Regions from separate parts of the Callithrix jacchus genome. Here region 1 is linked to region 2. The links are chromatin contacts, called in public Hi-C maps. All regions are on one chromosome and are shown on one strand. Each heading gives the region's core, a stretch centred on a gene start, on an enhancer-like site or on the middle of the called end of the contact. The rest is flanking DNA. Distances are from core to core; before and after follow the strand shown. Region 1 holds the start of COX6A2 (cytochrome c oxidase subunit 6A2). Region 2 holds the start of TRIM72 (tripartite motif containing 72).

Region 1 (4,208 bases), core at 1,445-3,944, 200 kb before region 2:
AACCTTGAAAGAGCTGCAAATGAATGATATCTCTGCTAGCTGAAGCCCAGCACTGGTTCATGCCCCCACATCTCCACAGACCAGGAGCCCTCCTGGAAACACCTCTGCCAACAAACAGCTTGTTGCTTTTGTCTCTGTAAGCCCCCCTCCCTTGCTGAATTAGCAAATCAGTGAAGCCAAAAGATTGTAAAGTCAGACGTCCAGCAAATGACAATGACATAGTTCTGCCTCAGTTTCCCCTTTAGCGTTATAAGCCTATAAAAAGGGTGAGAAGCTGCAGCTCAGGGAGCTCAGTGAATGAGGCTGTAGACCTCCCACAGCTCCTGGCCAAATAAAAAGCCACTTCTTTTCGAAGTTCGGTATTAGGTGTTGGAGAAGTTTGTTCCCCGCAGCTCTTGCTACAACAGCCCTCAGGCCGTTTTCCATGTCCCAGCAAGAAAACTCCGTGAGAGGTCCCAAGCTGAGAACAAAGGAATGGGAATTTCCAGGGAATTGTTTGGCAACGACCAGCAAAACTCTGAGGGGCCATTTTAGGAAAGAAAAGAAGTCTAGAACCTTTTCCTCTTTTTTTTTTTTTTTTTTTTTGAGACAGTCTTGCTCTGTCACCCAAGCTGGAGTACAGTGGTACAATCACAGCTCATTGCAACCTCCTCCTGGGCTCAAGCAGTCCTCCTGCCTCAGCCTCCCAAATAGCTGGAACTACAGGTATGTACCACCACACCCAGCTAATTTTTTTTAAAGAGATGGTGCCTCACTACATTGCCCAGGCTGATCTCAAACTCCTGATCTCAAGCAGTCCTCCTGCCTGGGCCCCTCAAAGTGCTGGGATTACAACTGTGAGCCACCACATCTCACTAGAATTTTTTGAAATAAAAGTATCTGTCTTCATTTCTGTTTTCTCCAGGCGCCATTATCTTATATAGGTAGGGAGGGGGCTATGTGTGGAGGGAGATGCCAGATATCTTACTGGAATAGGGCCCCATCTTCTCTGCAACAATGCCAAAGTCCAACTGGGAAAAACAACTGTGAGGGAATAATTTTGCAACACTGTATAACAATTGACTGCTCAAGGAGGTTAGTTTTTTTAAAAGTAGAAGCAGCAGCTTAAAGTTGGGTGGAACCTACTTGGGAGGCTGAGGCAGGAGAATTGCCTGAACCCAGGAGGCGGAGGTTGCACTCCAGCCTGGGTAACAAGAGCGAAACTCCATCTTAAAAAAAAAAAAAAAAAAAAAAAAAAAAGTTGGGTGGAACCTAGTGTTCAGTTTATTGCCGCGGAGAAACAGGTATAGGGACCCTTCTTGAAAATGTACCTTCCTTGTTTTTCTTATATAAATTAAATTCAGATTATATGCCTCCATAATTCATTTTTCTTTTGTATATTAAGTTCATACTAGATACATAAACCCTTGATAAAACCTGGAAGTACCTATTGGATTATAATTCTGAAAAGGCATTGCTATAGGGTTAACCAAAGGAACAACATTCAAGCATTCATTACATACTTATTTTTAGAACACCTACTTCATGCCAAGGTCCATGCCGGGTGCTGAGGGCAGAACAGGCACATGTCATCCTTGCCTGGTCTTGTGGCTTTCTCATGACCTGCTTTGATAGAGGGCTCATACCGGCCCTTTCTAGGCTCACTTTCTCCAAGCAGTCATAGTTTTCAGATCGAGAGAATGCACTTTGCAGTAGACACCTGTCAGGCTTGTGGCTGCTCAGTCTTTTGAATATTCATCCTAGACCTGGGGATTTTCCCTACAAGTCCTGCCTCCCTAAGGCAGAATCCAGAGCTCAGTTTCCCAGCCCCTCCTGCAGCTTGGGCACCTAGGGGTTGCCAGTGGGTGCAATCACATGACTCAGAGGAGAGTGACCCAGGATATAGGTTTCATGGGGATGAGGGTGGAAGACTCTGGCTTTCCAGGGCAGCATTAATGAAGTTTTCGGCATTGAGGGTCCAGCAGTGTGAGCTGTGGGGGTGTCACTGCAGCTGGTCAACAGAATGACCTGTTTCTGACTGTGCAGACTATAGGCCTCTCTGGCCATACTAGACATAGTGAGCTACCTGAGATGCTCAATTATCTTTTAAAATTAGTGAGAGTGAGTTCTGTTCTTTACAAAGAACTGTGACTACATAAACTGAACGAGTATTACCTGCCAAAATCTAGGTTGACACATTCCTACCTTACATAAACTTCATAAAAATCATTTAAGGGCCGGTCGTGGTGGCTCATGCCTATAATCCCAGCACTGTGGGAGGCTGAGGTGGGAGGATCACATGAGCCCAAGAGTTCCAGACCACCCTGGACAACACAGTGAGATCCCCGTCTCTATTATTTAAAAATTCTTTTAAGGTATGAATTATTATACATTTTACAGCTGAAAAAACTGAGACCCAAAAAGACAATTTTATTCATTCTACAAATATTTATTAAAGGCTGTGTGCCAGCCACGAGGCATAGAATAGGGAACAAAATATTTTCCCTGCAACTATATAAAAAGAATGGCATTGTACTTTAAATGCCCCCTTGCCAAAATAAGAGGCACAGGACAACAGCTGTCTGGAGACACCCTCAAGCCAGTCAGGCCCCATTTTAAATATAGAAACCCCTAAAAATAGCCGCCTGTACTCCACACTCAACAGGTGATTGGCCAGAGACGGGAGGAGACCCCAGGCCCCAGGAAGGAGAGCCAGGACAGTACTGGTTCCCGGCTCCCCACACCGCCATGGCTTTGCCGCTGAGGCCCCTGAGCCGGGGCTTGGCCAGCGCTGCCAAAGAAGGCCACGGAGGGACAGGAGGTGAGTGGGGAGCGGGCGGATGCCGGGGCTCCCCGACCCTGCCCACCTGTTCCCGGGCCCGCCCCCCCAGGCCCGCCGCATTCACTTCGCTCCGCCCGCAGCTCGCACCTGGCGCCTGCTGACCTTCGTGCTGGCGCTGCCGAGCGTGGCCCTCTGCACCCTCAACGCCTATCTCCATTCAGGCCACCGCCCGCGCCCCGAGTTCATTGCTTACCCCCACCTCCGCATCCGCACTAAGGTACGCGGGACGGGCGCGCGGGGGGCGCGGGACTGGCGCGTGGGTAGAGGCGAGGGACGGGCGCACTGGGACGGGGGAGGGCGCGGGAGGGGCGGAGCCGGACTCAGGGCGCTTACGCGCCCTCCCTCTTCCGCTTTCTCCGCAGCGCTTCCCCTGGGGGGACGGCAACCACACTCTGTTCCACAATTCCCACGTCAACCCTCTGCCCACTGGTTACGAAAGCTCCTGAGGCCCCTGACGCCCACGGGTGCAATAAAGGTGTGAAGCTTCAAGTCCGCGGCTCTGTGGGGAGGGCGGGCCGCGGGGAGCGCTGGCAGAGGCACCGAGTACAGTAAGCGCTCCTGTTCCACGCATGCACACAGCTCGGTGGGCGCTCCACGTGTTTTTCCCACGTCGCTGATACAGGGGTGTTCCTCCCCCATGCACAGGTAGGTGATCCCAGCTCTGTCTCTCTCACCTAGTAATAATGAGTCCTCTCTCTCACACACACCTATTAATAATTAGGGCTCTAGGCTGTAATGGGCTTCCCTATACACTGAATCCCCACAGTAACTCTGGGAGCAGGGTATAATTTTGGTTCCCCTTCTCCAAAGGAGGACCTGAGATTCTCGGGGATTAAATGACTTGTCCAAGTTCAGGCAGTCTGGCAGAGTTCTCCTGGGAGCCCAGGGCTGCAGATCCTGAAGTCCACTTCTTGCCTGACACCTGAGCCACTGGTTCTCTGAATCCCAGCTATCTGGATTTCAGACACAGGCTCCACAGTCCTGTGTGTGTGGCCTGGGGACCTAATACTGGATTTGGAATCTTTTGGTCATTCTCTATGACCTTTCTTAATGGGGCTTCCATTTAGGAAATCACATGCTCCTAGCCTGGCTCTCCTGGCTTCTGGGTACCCCATTCAAGGGGGACAGGAGTTCAGATGAGCTCTGAACATTTCATGTTGGAAACAGATGCTCAGTGCTGCAAAGAAAAATTAGCACTGACACAAAGGATCTCTCAGCAAGGCAATTTTTACTTCCTGCACACACACACACACACTCTTTGACCCTCTCCCCGATACACCTGTCAGCCCCATTAAGAAAAGATGACTGCGCTGAACATGGTGGCTCACACCTGTAATCCGAACACTTTGGGAGGCCGAGGCAGGCAGATCACAAGGTCAGGAATTCA
Region 2 (4,349 bases), core at 4-2,503:
CCCTTCTGGCCAGGCTTCGTCCCCGCGCGGCTTTCCTCTACCAGCCCCGCATTCGGCTCCTCAGACCCTCCTTCCAGGCTGCTTCGCCCCGCCCCCGCTTCCCGCAACTGTAGGTGCTCGGTAGCCTCTCTAGCGGCTCAGAATCCAAGTCAGTGCAGCGACCTCCCCGTTGACCAGGCCCGGCGCCACCGAACAACCCCTCCGACCCCGATGAGCGTGGGTCCCGCACCTTGAGGCGCGCGTGGGCCTCCGCGGCGGGCAGGAGGCGGTGGCCGCGGTGCGAGCCGAGTGAGGCGCACACTCCGCACACCAGCGCTCGGTCCTGCTCGCAGTAGATGCTCAGCGGGTCCAGATGCTCCTCGCAGTGGCCCTGCGGCACCTGCCCCAGCCCCTCCACCAGGCGCGCCAGCTGCAGGTTGGTGCTGAGTGCCTGCGGCCGCGTGGGAGCCTGGCAGGAGGGGCAAAGAACGGTGCCATCGGCAGCCGGCTCCCCGGCCACGCGGCCCAGGCAGGCGCGACAAAAACTGTGGCCGCACTCAGCTGTCACGGGAGCGTCGAACAGCTGCAGGCACAGCGGGCAGGACAGCTCCTGATGCAGGAGGCCGGGCGCAGCCGACATGGCGGACCTGGGTGGATGAAAAGTCGGTTAGGGGGACCCCGCGGCGCCGCGCTCCCGGCCCAGCCCCAGCCCCAGCCTAAGGCCGGGCCCCGCCGCCCGGCAGGGAGAAGCACCAGCCTGTAAAGACCGCACATCCTACACTGGATGGGGCTCTGACGGCCCGGGTGAGACGAACTCGGTCTCAGGCCCAAAAGCAGCCTCCATGGCAATTCTCAGTACAGACCCAAAAATATACCCTATCCGTCAACCCCAGTTCCTGAACACAACCCCAGGGTCTAGCCCACTGTCCTTGCCCTCGCCTTAGCCCCAGGCCCCACCCTCTGACCTCAGCCCCTGCCCCAAATTCCCTAGAACCCCCATTCCGAGACTCCCCTCTCCCACTTTACCACGATCCCCAGCCCTCCCCGCCCCCGTCTCTCCAGTCCCCGGGACTCACAGGTCTGGTTGGAGATCTTAGGCCAAAAGAGACTCGAAGAAGGACCGGTCAGGGTCGGGCCTAGCTGGACCGGGGTCAGGGCTGTGTCCAAGGATCTGAGACAGGCAGCAGGCTCCAAGCAAGGACGGGGACTCACAGGGGCAGCTGGCAGTGGATACTCGGCGTGATGGGCACACAGTGCTCAGCGGAAGACCCTCCCAGACTAAGCCAGGCCCCTGGACTATATTTAGCTGCCCTGCCCAATCCCTCCCATCAGTTCTGGAAACCGTTCTAAAAGTAAGGGCTGAGTCGTCCCCGGGCACGTATCACATGCCAGGTCCACCTGTCTTGGCCCATCCACTGTCTGCTCCGCACCAGCCTGGAGCTAGAGCTCAGAGCCAGCAGGGAGACAGGGCCTCTCACACCATGGAAAAAAAACAGAAAATTGAGGGGAGGGTCTCCCCTTTCTCTCCCCACTCCCACCTTTACACTCTCCAGCTCCTTCCTCTTGCCCACAGCCCCTCTCCAGCGTGTGGTCCACTCATTCCCCAAGCTTATGGCTGACCAAGGCCACTCTGGCAGGATTACCCCACTTGCAGGAGGGCAGGACCTCACCCCACCCTGAAATGTTTTCCTCCTCCAGAGCTGAGGGGAGGGTCTTTTCCACATTGGTCTCTCCAGTACACCCAGAACAAGCCCTGGGACAAAGAAGGTCTCTCTAAATGCTTGGAGAATGACTGATAGAGAGATATTGAATAAGTGAATGAACGGAATCCAGCCTGCAGCCCAGAACTCAATTCGGCCCTGGTTCCTGTATGTGTACCTTTCAAATCTCAACTGAAATTTTATTTAAGTGGCGCTGGGATAACTGGCTAGCCACATGCAAGGGAATGAAACTGGACCCTACCTTTTACCACATACAAAAATTAACTCAACTGGCCTGATGAGGTGGCTCACGCCTGCAATCTCAGCACTTTGGGAGGCCAAGGCAGGCAGATCACAAAGTCAGGAGTTTGAGACCAGCTTGACCAAGATGGTGAAACCCCATCTCTACTAAAAATACAAAATTAGCCAGGTGTGGTGGCCCATCTAAAAATAAATAAATAAATAAAAGTTCACAATGCCTGCACACACAGTATCTACAAAAAATACTAAAAAAATTAGCCTAGTGTGGTGGTGCATGCCTGTGAGCTCAGCTATTCAGGAGGCTGACGTGGGAGGATTACCTCAACCTGGGAGGCGAAGGCTGAAGTGGGCTGAGACTGTACACTGCACTCCAGTCTGGGTGACAGAGTGAGACCCTGTCTCAAGAAAATAAATAAAGATAAAAAAGAAAAGTTGAAATTATTAAAAAAAAAAAACTATTTTACCTTCACTTTTTTTGTGTGTATGTGAGACTGAGTCTCACTCTGACTCCCAGGCTGGAATGCACTTATATGATCTCAACTCACTGCAGCTTCTGCCTCCCAGGTTCAAGCGATTCCCCTGCCTCAGCCTCTTAAGTAGCTGGAAGGATTATGGAACCCACCACCACACCTGGTTAATTTTTGTATTTTTAGTAGAGACAGGAGTTCACCATTTTGGCCAGGCTGGTCTCGAACTCCTGACCTCATGTGATGTCTCCCAATTTTACTTTTAGTTTTTTTTTTTTTTGAGACGGAGTTTCGCTCTTGTTACCCAGGCTGGAGTGCAATGGCGCGATCTCGGCTCACCGCAACCTCTGCCTCCTGGATTCAGGCAATTCTCCTGCCTCAGCCTCCTGAGTAGCTGGGATTACAGGCACGCGCCACCATATCCAGCTAATTTTTTGTATTTTCTGTAGAGACGGGGTTTCACCATGTTGACCAGGATGGTCTTGATCTCTTGACCTCGTGATCCACCCGCCTCGGCCTCCCAAAGTGCTGGGATTACAGGCCTGAGCCACCGCGCCTGGCCCTTTAGTTTTTTTTTTTTTAAAGGGCAAGGCATGGTGGCTCACCCCTGTAATCGCAGCACTTTGGGAGGCGGAAGCAGGAGGATCACCTGAGGTCAGGAGTTCGAAACCAGCTTTGCCAACATGGTGAAGCCCCATCTCTACTAAAAAAAAAAAAAAGAAAAAAAATACAAAAATTGGCCAGGTGTGGTGGCAAGTGCCTGTAATCCCAGCTCCCTGGAAGGCTGAGGCTGGAGAATCGCTTGAACCCGGGAGCTGGAGGCTGTAGTGAGCTGAGATCACGCCACTGCACTCCAGCTTGGGTGATGGAGCAAGACTCTGTCTCAAAAACAATTAAAATAAAAATAAAAAAATAAAAGAAAGAAATTTCATCTAGAATAAAAACCAAAGTGCTCACTGTGGCCGACAATGCTCTATCTGGTACAACCCATTAATCACTCTGACCCGTTTTTCACCCCTTTCCCCATTGATCACTTGGCATCTGGGACTTTGCACTTGCCGTCTCCCCTGCCTAGAACACTCTCCAACCCAGATACTGCGTGGCTTCCTTTTTTTCCTCCCTCAGACTTTGCTCAATGTCACCTTTCCAACAAAGCCTCTCCCAACTCCCTGATTTTAAACCTCCTATCTCCCCAACACCTCGCTTTCTGACCTTCTTTCTCCCCATAGCATTTATCACCATCTAGCACGCCACCATTCCACTTGTTTGCTGGTTTCTTGTCTATCTCTTCCTACAGAATAGAAATTGTGTTTACTGCTTGTCTCCAGCTTAGAATAAAGCATGTGACACACAGTACATGTTCCACAGATACTAGGTGAATGAATAAGCTTGCAAACTCCATCTCTCTCATTTGGCTTCTCCATCTTTCTCTTAGCTTCCCTCAAACCTTTCCCTGGTTTTACTCTTTCCTCTCTCAACAGCTCTCTGTCTCTCTCAGTATGAATTTCTGAATTGCTGTTTCTGTTTCAGTCTCTTAATCTCCCCTTTGGACTCTCCCTTTGCCTCTCTCTTAGGTTCTTAATTTTTTTTTTTTTTTTTTTTTTTTCTTTTTGAGACGGAGTTTCGCTCTTGTTACCGAGGCTGGAGTGCAATGGCACGATCTCAGCTCACCGCAACCTCCGCCTCCTGGGTTCAGGCAATTCTCCTGCCTCAGCCTCCTGAGTAGCTGGGATTACAGGCACACACCACCATGCCCAGCTAATTTTTTTGTATTTTTAGTAGAGACGGGGTTGCACCATGTTGACCAGGATGGTCTTGATCTCTTGACCTCGTGATCCACCCGCCTCGGCCTCCCAAAGTGCTGGGATTACAGACGTGAGCTACCACGCCCGGCCAGGTTCTTAATTTTTTTGTCTTTCTTTTTTTTTTTTTTTTCTTTTTT

The links. Hi-C and Micro-C count contacts between places; a contact is called where the count stands out from the background.
Region 1: a contact with region 2 is called in a Hi-C map of skeletal muscle, with 3 times the contacts expected there. The contact joins the promoter of COX6A2 here to the promoter of TRIM72 in region 2. A contact is called at or near these places in 3 of 3 Hi-C or Micro-C datasets (induced pluripotent stem cells and skeletal muscle).

What each region holds. Positions count from the first base shown.
Region 1 is chr12:30,935,022-30,939,229 of calJac240_pri, reverse strand. It overlaps COX6A2 (cytochrome c oxidase subunit 6A2), which reads left to right and starts at 2,694. Exons shown (of 3, transcript XM_008987561.3): 1 at 2,694-2,800; 2 at 2,902-3,038; 3 at 3,184-3,310. The coding sequence starts at 2,728. The coding sequence ends at 3,267.
Region 2 is chr12:30,731,564-30,735,912 of calJac240_pri, reverse strand. It overlaps TRIM72 (tripartite motif containing 72), which reads right to left and starts at 1,253. Exons shown (of 7, transcript XM_035267472.3): 1 at 1,056-1,253; 2 at 230-626. The coding sequence starts at 619.